2 separate regions of the Oryctolagus cuniculus genome follow, and region 2 is linked to region 1. A link is a contact called in public Micro-C data. All regions are on one chromosome and are shown on one strand. Each heading gives the region's core, a stretch centred on a gene start, on an enhancer-like site or on the middle of the called end of the contact. The rest is flanking DNA. Distances are from core to core; before and after follow the strand shown. Region 1 holds the start of HOOK3 (hook microtubule tethering protein 3). Region 2 holds the start of POMK (protein O-mannose kinase).

Evidence for each region. A called contact is a pair of places that touch in the nucleus more often than the background predicts.
Region 2: a Micro-C map of ear pinna shows a contact between it and region 1, with 5 times the contacts expected there. The contact joins the promoter of POMK here to the promoter of HOOK3 in region 1. A contact is called at or near these places in 2 of 6 Hi-C or Micro-C datasets (ear pinna and an unstated tissue).

What each region holds. Positions count from the first base shown.
Region 1 is chr2:92,971,276-92,975,131 of mOryCun1.1, forward strand. HOOK3 (hook microtubule tethering protein 3) reads left to right here and starts at 1,291. Exons shown (of 20, transcript XM_051832317.2): 1 at 1,291-1,603. The coding sequence starts at 1,547. It overlaps RNF170 (ring finger protein 170), which reads right to left and starts at 1,166. Exons shown (of 7, transcript XM_008273910.4): 1 at 961-1,166.
Region 2 is chr2:93,141,525-93,145,164 of mOryCun1.1, forward strand. It overlaps POMK (protein O-mannose kinase), which reads left to right and starts at 2,154. Exons shown (of 5, transcript XM_070068634.1): 1 at 2,154-2,197.

The sequences.
Region 1 (3,856 bases), core at 41-2,540:
TCTGGGAAACTGCCACACTCCAAATAAATTCTGGCATTGTCTGCAGGCTCTATGAATTGACAACTCTCCTTAGACTCCAAGGAATGTCCTAGTCTTAGAAACTCCAGCACGTTAGCACTAGGAGCAAGGTTTATAGCACTGAGTAGCCCCAAACTGGAACAAAACGGATCAACCAACAGTAGGATACACCACAACGGAATACCAGGCAGCAATGAAAATTACCTGTATTTAATACTCGTTGAATGCCACCAAAAACCCACAAGAGGCTTCCACTCATAAACGTCCCAGTATAGGCAGAGGACAACTATATTGCATGCACACATACGTGGCAAACCTACTGTGATTATCACGCAAGTCAGACTAGGGAGGGAATCAGGCTCGGAAACGCATACACAGCTACGGGGGGGGGGGAGGGGCAGGGAACTCCTAGGGTTCCAGCAGTGCTTTTGGCTTTTATCGGGGTGTTTCATCTACTCTCTAAACGCGTATGTCGAATGCACTTTTCTGCAAAGGCTACATCGCTTAAAAGGTCGGGAACGATGCACAGGCCCCGGGAACCGGCGGGGTCCGCGCGGCTCGGAGAGCTGGCGCCCGGCCTCCCGCACTTGAGGCCAAGCTTTGAGGGAGTCGGGGCTCCGAGCGACCCCAGAAGGAAACGGGGGGAACTCTCCTCACCGCCGGCCCAGCCCACCTAGGACCTCCGAGACGCCCACCGTGCCCGCCTCCACAGTCTCCCGGCGACTCCGGACGGGAACGGGGCGCTGCTGGGGCCGGGCCCCGGGGATCCTCAAGGAAAGCGGAGGCTTGGGTCCGATCAGAGACTCCCCCGGCCCGAGACGCCTGGGCGGCCGGGAGGCGACCCCGGACTGCGCCGCCCGCCCTCTCGCGGTCCAGATCCGGGGGCGTGGCCGGCCACGCGCCGGACGCCCGAGGCCGAGGCCGGGGGGAGGGGGCGCGTACCTCTCCACCGCGGAGGAGCTACCTCGCCAATTCCCGGTGACAGAGGACACAGATTATTTCTGGGGACTGCCCCGCCAGCCCTCCCGGGCTACCACTAGCTTGTCCCCTTTTTACTGTGGAGTGTGGGCACCGGCGCACGCGCACTGCGAGCTTCCGTGACGGCGCGCCGCCGCCGCCGCCGCCGCGCGCGCGCCATGACACGCAGCGGTCTGTGACCGGCCGCGCGCGCGCACGCGGAGGCAGGGCCGGGGGCGGGCCCGCAGGAGCGCGCCTGCGCGCTGCGGCTCGCCCGTCGTTCGCTGGAGGAGGGCTGTGGGCAGCGGGGGGGCGGGGACGCGGGGCGGCGGGCGTGGCTCGGGGGTGGCGCGCGGCGAGCGCGCGCGCCCAGATGAGAGGAGCAGGAGGGGCGCGGGGGTGACGGTGCGGAGCCGCTGCCAGCGCCCGGGCGAGAGCAGGCGGTCGGGCCCCAGCAGGAGGTGGGCCAGAGGCCAGGGCGGCTGCCGGGACCCTGCGGACGGCACCCGCACCGCGTCGCGGCGGTTTCTGGCCTGGTGGAGAAGGCGTTGCCGAGCCCCAGCGGGGGAAGATGTTCAGCGTGGAGTCGGTGGAGCGGGTGGAGCTGTGCGAGAGCCTTCTGACTTGGGTACGTGGTGCCGCCGCGGCGCTGGGAGACTCTCCGGCTCCCGCTCCGGGGCCGCTTTTCCGGGACCCCCCCCGCCCGTCCCGGGGGGCGAGCGCCGCGGGCGCCGGTGCCGTCACATCCGGGGCCTGAGGCGGTCAGGGCCGGGGATGCGGGTGCGAGCGGCGTCCGGGAGAAACTTGCCGGGCCCGGGGTGTGGGGTGTCGTCCGGGGAGGCTAATGACGGGGTGCGGGCGCGCCGTCACTGGCACCGTCGTTGTCTGCCGCTGCGCGGGCGCTGGCGCTGCTCGCTCGGCGCGGGGACCCCCGAGGCGGGGGCCCCGGCTCGGCCCGGGTGGGGAGCGCTCGGGCCCAGGGTTCCGCCGCTCGCCGCCTTTGTTGTAACGCTCCCGAAGGACGTGCCCGCCGCGGCGGAAGAGAGAAGTTCCTTTGAGGTCGGGTGGGAAAAATAGGAAAAAACAGATAATAAAAGGCGCCCGGCGACGGCGTGGGTCGGACGCCAGATGCGCCCGGGCCGTTAGGCAAGCGGGCGGTGGGGCGGCATTCGGGAGAGATCCCGAACGTGAGGCTGGAAGGGGATCTGCAAGGTGCGTGGCAGGCGGTGGAACCCGGAGGCGTCTGGGGAGTCCCGGCGCTGCGGGATTCCGACCGCGAAGGGCCGGCCGGCCGCGGAGTTCTGGCGTTTGCAGAGTCTGTGTGCGCGCGCGGTTCCGGCGCCTGGAGCAGCCTGTTTAGGAGTAAACTCCTGCTCTGGCCTTTCTCACCCTCTGGCTGGGGCGAGCCCGGTGCCCCCTTCGGGAGCGCGGGTTTTACTCATCGCTACACATGCCGGGTGACCTTTCTAGAATAGCACACAGACGTATTTATGGAGGTGACTGCCGCGTTTGTGTTCGTTTTAAAGACAGACCACTAACGTGAGGGAAGTTCTGTTTAGTCTGGGGTTACAAGTTCAGCTCCCTCTTCCTGTGCAGGTGTGAGAAGCATTCTCTTAGGTAGCTTGCTACAAACCTGATTAAAGCAGAGTCTAGGGTTTTTAACGTGGCCCTGTCGAGGCATCACATTATGTCTTCGGAAACGTAGAGTATGTACAACCGAAGAGATCTATGCATTCACCGCGTTTTGTGTTAGACCATTCTTGGGACTTCAGAGAGCCCCCAGTAATACATAGCTAAAGTAGAACTTGCAACTCTTCCGTTCCGGCTTCTTCACTGCTCTATTTTAGAAGAGGAAAACTGATGTTGCATAATGTACCAGGGTTTGACTAGAGTGAGGAGAGCAGAGAGAGAGGAAAGCATTACTCCATTCTTTGGTATGGTGGAGGGAACCATGTATACAGAAGCCTGGGAATCTTTAGATTTACGGTTTAAATCCTGTACAAATAGTGCTAGAAAAAGGAGCAGGAAAGAAAAGATGAGGAAGCGAATTGAATCTGAAGTGGTGCTGCACCATTTAAAGTCTTGCAAGAAAAGTCATGGAAATAAAGACATGTTTAAAGCTTATTTGCAAAAAGATGATAGTGCAGTTGGTTTGAGTGAGAAATGTTGATGATACAGAGGCGGAATCATAGAGGAAACTTTGAGGGGCTATCAACAGAACCAGACAGCATGGAAGCACCGATTTAGAATCTGAGAGAATGTCAAGACATGGGGTGGCAATATATACTACCTACTGCAGAGAGGTCCGGGAGTGCCATACTGAAATCCACTGGAACCCTCAAGGAGGAAAATTTCTGCAGAATAGAGATGAGCAGTGACAAAAGTGGAGGTCAGGGGCCACACAAAAAGCAAGATTTGAAAACACTTAAACTGAACATTGAAATGTTTCAAAATAAAGTTGAGTTAAAGTGCTGGACTTGTTCTCTTTTACCTGTCAGGATAGAAAGCTGAATAAAGGGTTTTTATGAATAATGGCTAAGGTAACAGAACATGTCCATCTAGTCTGTTAGTACCTCCTGTCTGGAGAACAGATAAATGCTGAATACAATTCCAAAACCAGTTGTGGGGCTGGTGCTGTGGCACAGCGGGTTAACGCCCTGGCCTGAAGTGCCGGCATCCCACATGGACGCTTGTTTTGGTCCTGCTGCTCCACTTCCGATCCAGCTCTCTGCTATGGTCTGGGAAAGCAGTAGAAGATGGCCCAAGTCCTTGGGCCCCTGCACCCTTGTGGGAGACCCAGAAGAAGCTCCTGGCTCCTGGCTCCGGATCAGCACAGCTCCGGCTGTTGTGGCCATCTGGGGAGTGAACCAGCGGATGGAAG
Region 2 (3,640 bases), core at 904-3,403, 170 kb after region 1:
ATAGCCGAGGTAGCCAATCCAGTCAAGGGGTGGTTTATGCCCTAACCAATCACAGCCTGTTGCCAGGTGGGTTCTGAAGCCATTCCTGAGTAACTGACGCTTGCTTGCCAGCGGCCATCTTGGCATGGCCTTCTCATTACACCAGGAGAAAGGCCCAGGGAAACTGATATCTAGGGCAGTCCTGCTCAGACCCTGGTAACTTTCCAAGTGGTTTCCGTCCTTCTACCAGGCTTGCTAAACATCTTTCCTCTAAGGTGGGCACCCTAGAGAGAAGCCCCTTGGCCAGCAAGGGCTTCCCCTGTCTGACCATCTCAGTGGTAAATTTGGAAAGGAATTTTTTGTATTTTCACCCAGCAAACTCTTCAGCCAAGGCTCCCTATCGTTTGTCCTGGAGGAGAGGGGAAAGGATAAAGAGACTCCCTTAAAAACCGGGAGTCTAGGGCCAGTGCTGTGGTGTAGTGAGTAAAGCCACTGCCTGCAGTGCCAGCATCCCAAATGGGCGTTGGTTCAAGTCCTGGCTGCTCCACTTCTTATCCAGCTCTCTGCTATGGCCGGAAAAAAGCAGTGGAAGATGGCCCAAGTCCTTGGGCCCCTGCGCCCGCATGGGAGACCTGGAAGAAGCTCCTGGCTCCTGGCTTTGGATTGGGGCAGCTCTGGCCGTTGCGGCCAATTGGGGAGTGAACCAGCGGATGGAAAACCTCTTGGTGTAACACTTTCAAATAAATAAATCTTTAAAAAAATAAATAAATAATAACATACATGCTGGGACTCTGAACAAGGACGGCGTGCTCAGCCCTCTGCTCTCTGCTGAGCTGCCCAGTGGCCTGTCCAGGTGTGTTCTCCATCCAACCGTGTAACCTCGCTGTACCCCAGTCCGAGTGACTGGGCGCTTGCTCTATCCCTTCCATTCTGACGGATGCCCTATCCCCAATAAAACCGTATCACTTCACTCTGTCTCACGCCTGAGTTCTTCCTTGCATGAAGAACCCCACAGCTTCCATGGCTCTTTTCTCCAGCTGATATCGGAATAGGGGGTGTCATGCAATATCACTGCGTGCTTATTAATAAATTCCCAGCATTAATACGCCTGTGTGGGTTCTTGCCTAATATTCAAAGAATTCTGAATACTGGCATAAGCGAACGAGGCAGCATGTTGGTTTTTAAGCTTTTATCCAGTGGGAGCAATGCATAGGAGAGTGAGGACCCTATCTAAAAGAGAAATCTGGATTCATACTGAGTACCAGGAGCCAGCCTGGAGGAGCATGCAGACCAGGAAGCATGGGGCAGGTGGCTCAAAGGCCAAGTGCCCAGGAGACACAGGGCAGCATGGGTCCACAATGGCAAAAGGCCAAAGAGTGGGCCCAGGCTTTTAATCCACTTCCAAAGGGGAATAGTTAATTAACCTGATTGCCCGGTGGGGCACACAGGTGTAGCCAGGTAGGGGCGTGTGGTCACACAGGGGCGTGGAGAAGGCGTGGTCTTCCAGCTCACAAACCAGATCAATTTTATCCTGTATGCCTGCCCACGTCACGGTGACATTATTTCCACAGGGTTAAGTTCCTGGAAACGGGACCTTCTGGGTACAGATCATTCCAGATCACACGCAACATCAGAGCGCGCAGAAAACTGGCACTGTGCGTCGCCATTTTCTGTCAGGCGTGAGGCGGCCCCCGGCCCCTGGCGCCCCTTGGCCGGCCCTACTCCTCCTCGTGGCTCTGGGCCGCAGCCCCACAGGTTCCTCCACACCGCCGGTTCCCCCCGCCAGCGAAGCGCCGAGAACACTCCCCAGCGCGCCTGCGCCGGCACCGCCTGGGCTCACGGCGCCCGTGCCCGCGAGCCGGCTTTCTCCGCGGGGCCCCGCCCCGCGCTCGTCCCCGGCCGCGCGCCGGCGCAGGAGGCCGCGAGCGGGCGCGCGGGCGCGGGGCTCTCGGGGGAGCGCGCGGCGGCCCCGGCTCGGGCGCCCGCCTCGTGTCCGACGGAGGCGGGGACGCGGGCGGCCGGGCTGAGGCGCGGGCCCGGCTCGCCGCTGTGAACGCGAGGCCGCGGGCCCCGCCGGGCGCGGGCAAGGGCGCCTTCCTCCCGGGCGCTGCCCGCGCCGCCGCCATCGCTGCCGCTGCTGCTGCTCTTGTCGAAAGCCCTCTACTTGTTAATGTGGTTCCCTTCGTCCGCCTCCGGCACCCCCGGGACTCCGAGCCAGGTAAGTGTCCAGAATCCTTAAGATAATTAATTTTCCTTGGACTGCATGGGCAAAGTGGGATTCTGTTCTTACGCATTGGGTAACACTAATCTCTTTCTTAAGTGTAAAATACTGCAAAAACTAATTTTGTGCCGTTGCTTTTTAAAAATTATTTTAAACTGTGATTATTCGTTATTGTTATTAGATTATTTTAAATGTATTGCACGTTTTTAACGGGTGCCGTGCAGCTTGTCAACACACAGACGCGGCATGAGCCCAGGCACCGGGCAGTGTCCCTTTCCCTGTCTTTGTGTTTGGAGCCGTCCAGCCCCTCTCCGGTCACACAGGATATTATGCTGCGGTTGCCCACTCTTAGGTGCATCCTGCTGTTTTGGTGCCGGCTGTCCAACTCCTCCCACCCCCACCCCGCCTCTGTGACTCACTGTTTAAAATTTGGGTTGAAGATATGCAATCTTTTTTTTTTTTTTTCTTTAAGCTTCCATGTAGAGGACATGCGGTGTTTGTCTTTCTGTGGCTGGCTTATTTTACTTAATATAACGACCCCCAGTTCCATCTGTCTTCTGGCGGGATAATATTCCACATTGTGCTTAACCCCCATTTTCTTTACCCATTCATCTGTTAATGACTTGTGCTGCAGTGAGGGTGCAGGTGTCTTTTTCTTTTTAAACATTTATATTGTTTATTTTGAAAGACAGAGTCACAGCAAGAGACAGGGAGATATATACATATATATATATATAGAGAGAGAGAGAGAGAGAGAGAGAGAGAGGTCTTCCATCCTCTGGTTCACTCCTCAGACAGCCAAAAACGGCTGGGTCTGGAATAGGCTAAAGCCAGGCGCCTTGAGCTTCTTCCAAGTCTCCCCTGTAGGTGCAGAGGCCCCAAAACTTGGGCCATCTTCTGGTGCTTCCCCAGGTGTGGTTAGCAGGGAGCTGGATCATAAGTGGAACAGCCAGGGCTGAAATGCTGCACGTGTGGCTTAATCTATTATGCCGCAACACTTGCCCCAGGTATTTTTTTTTTGAAAGTCAGAGTTACACAGAGAGAGAGAGAGAGAGAGAGAGAGAGAGAGATCGGTCGGTCTTCCATCCACTGGTTCACTCCCCAGATGGCTGCAATGGCCAGAGCTGTGCTGATCTGAAGCCAGGAGCCAGGAGTTTCTGCCAGGTCTCCCACGGGGTGCAGGAGCCCAAAGATATGGGCCATCTTCTACTGCTTTCCCAGGCCATAGCAGAGAGGGGGATTGGAAGTGGAGCAGCTGGGACTAGAACTGGCGCCCATATGGGATGCCAGCACTACAGGCAGCGGCTCTTTAGCCGCTTTCCCAGAAACATTAGCAGGGAGCTTGATTGGAAGTGGAGCAACTGGGACTTGAACCATATGAATCACTGGCCTTGCAGATGGCGGCTTTACCAAGTACACCACAGCGCTGGCCCTGGAGTC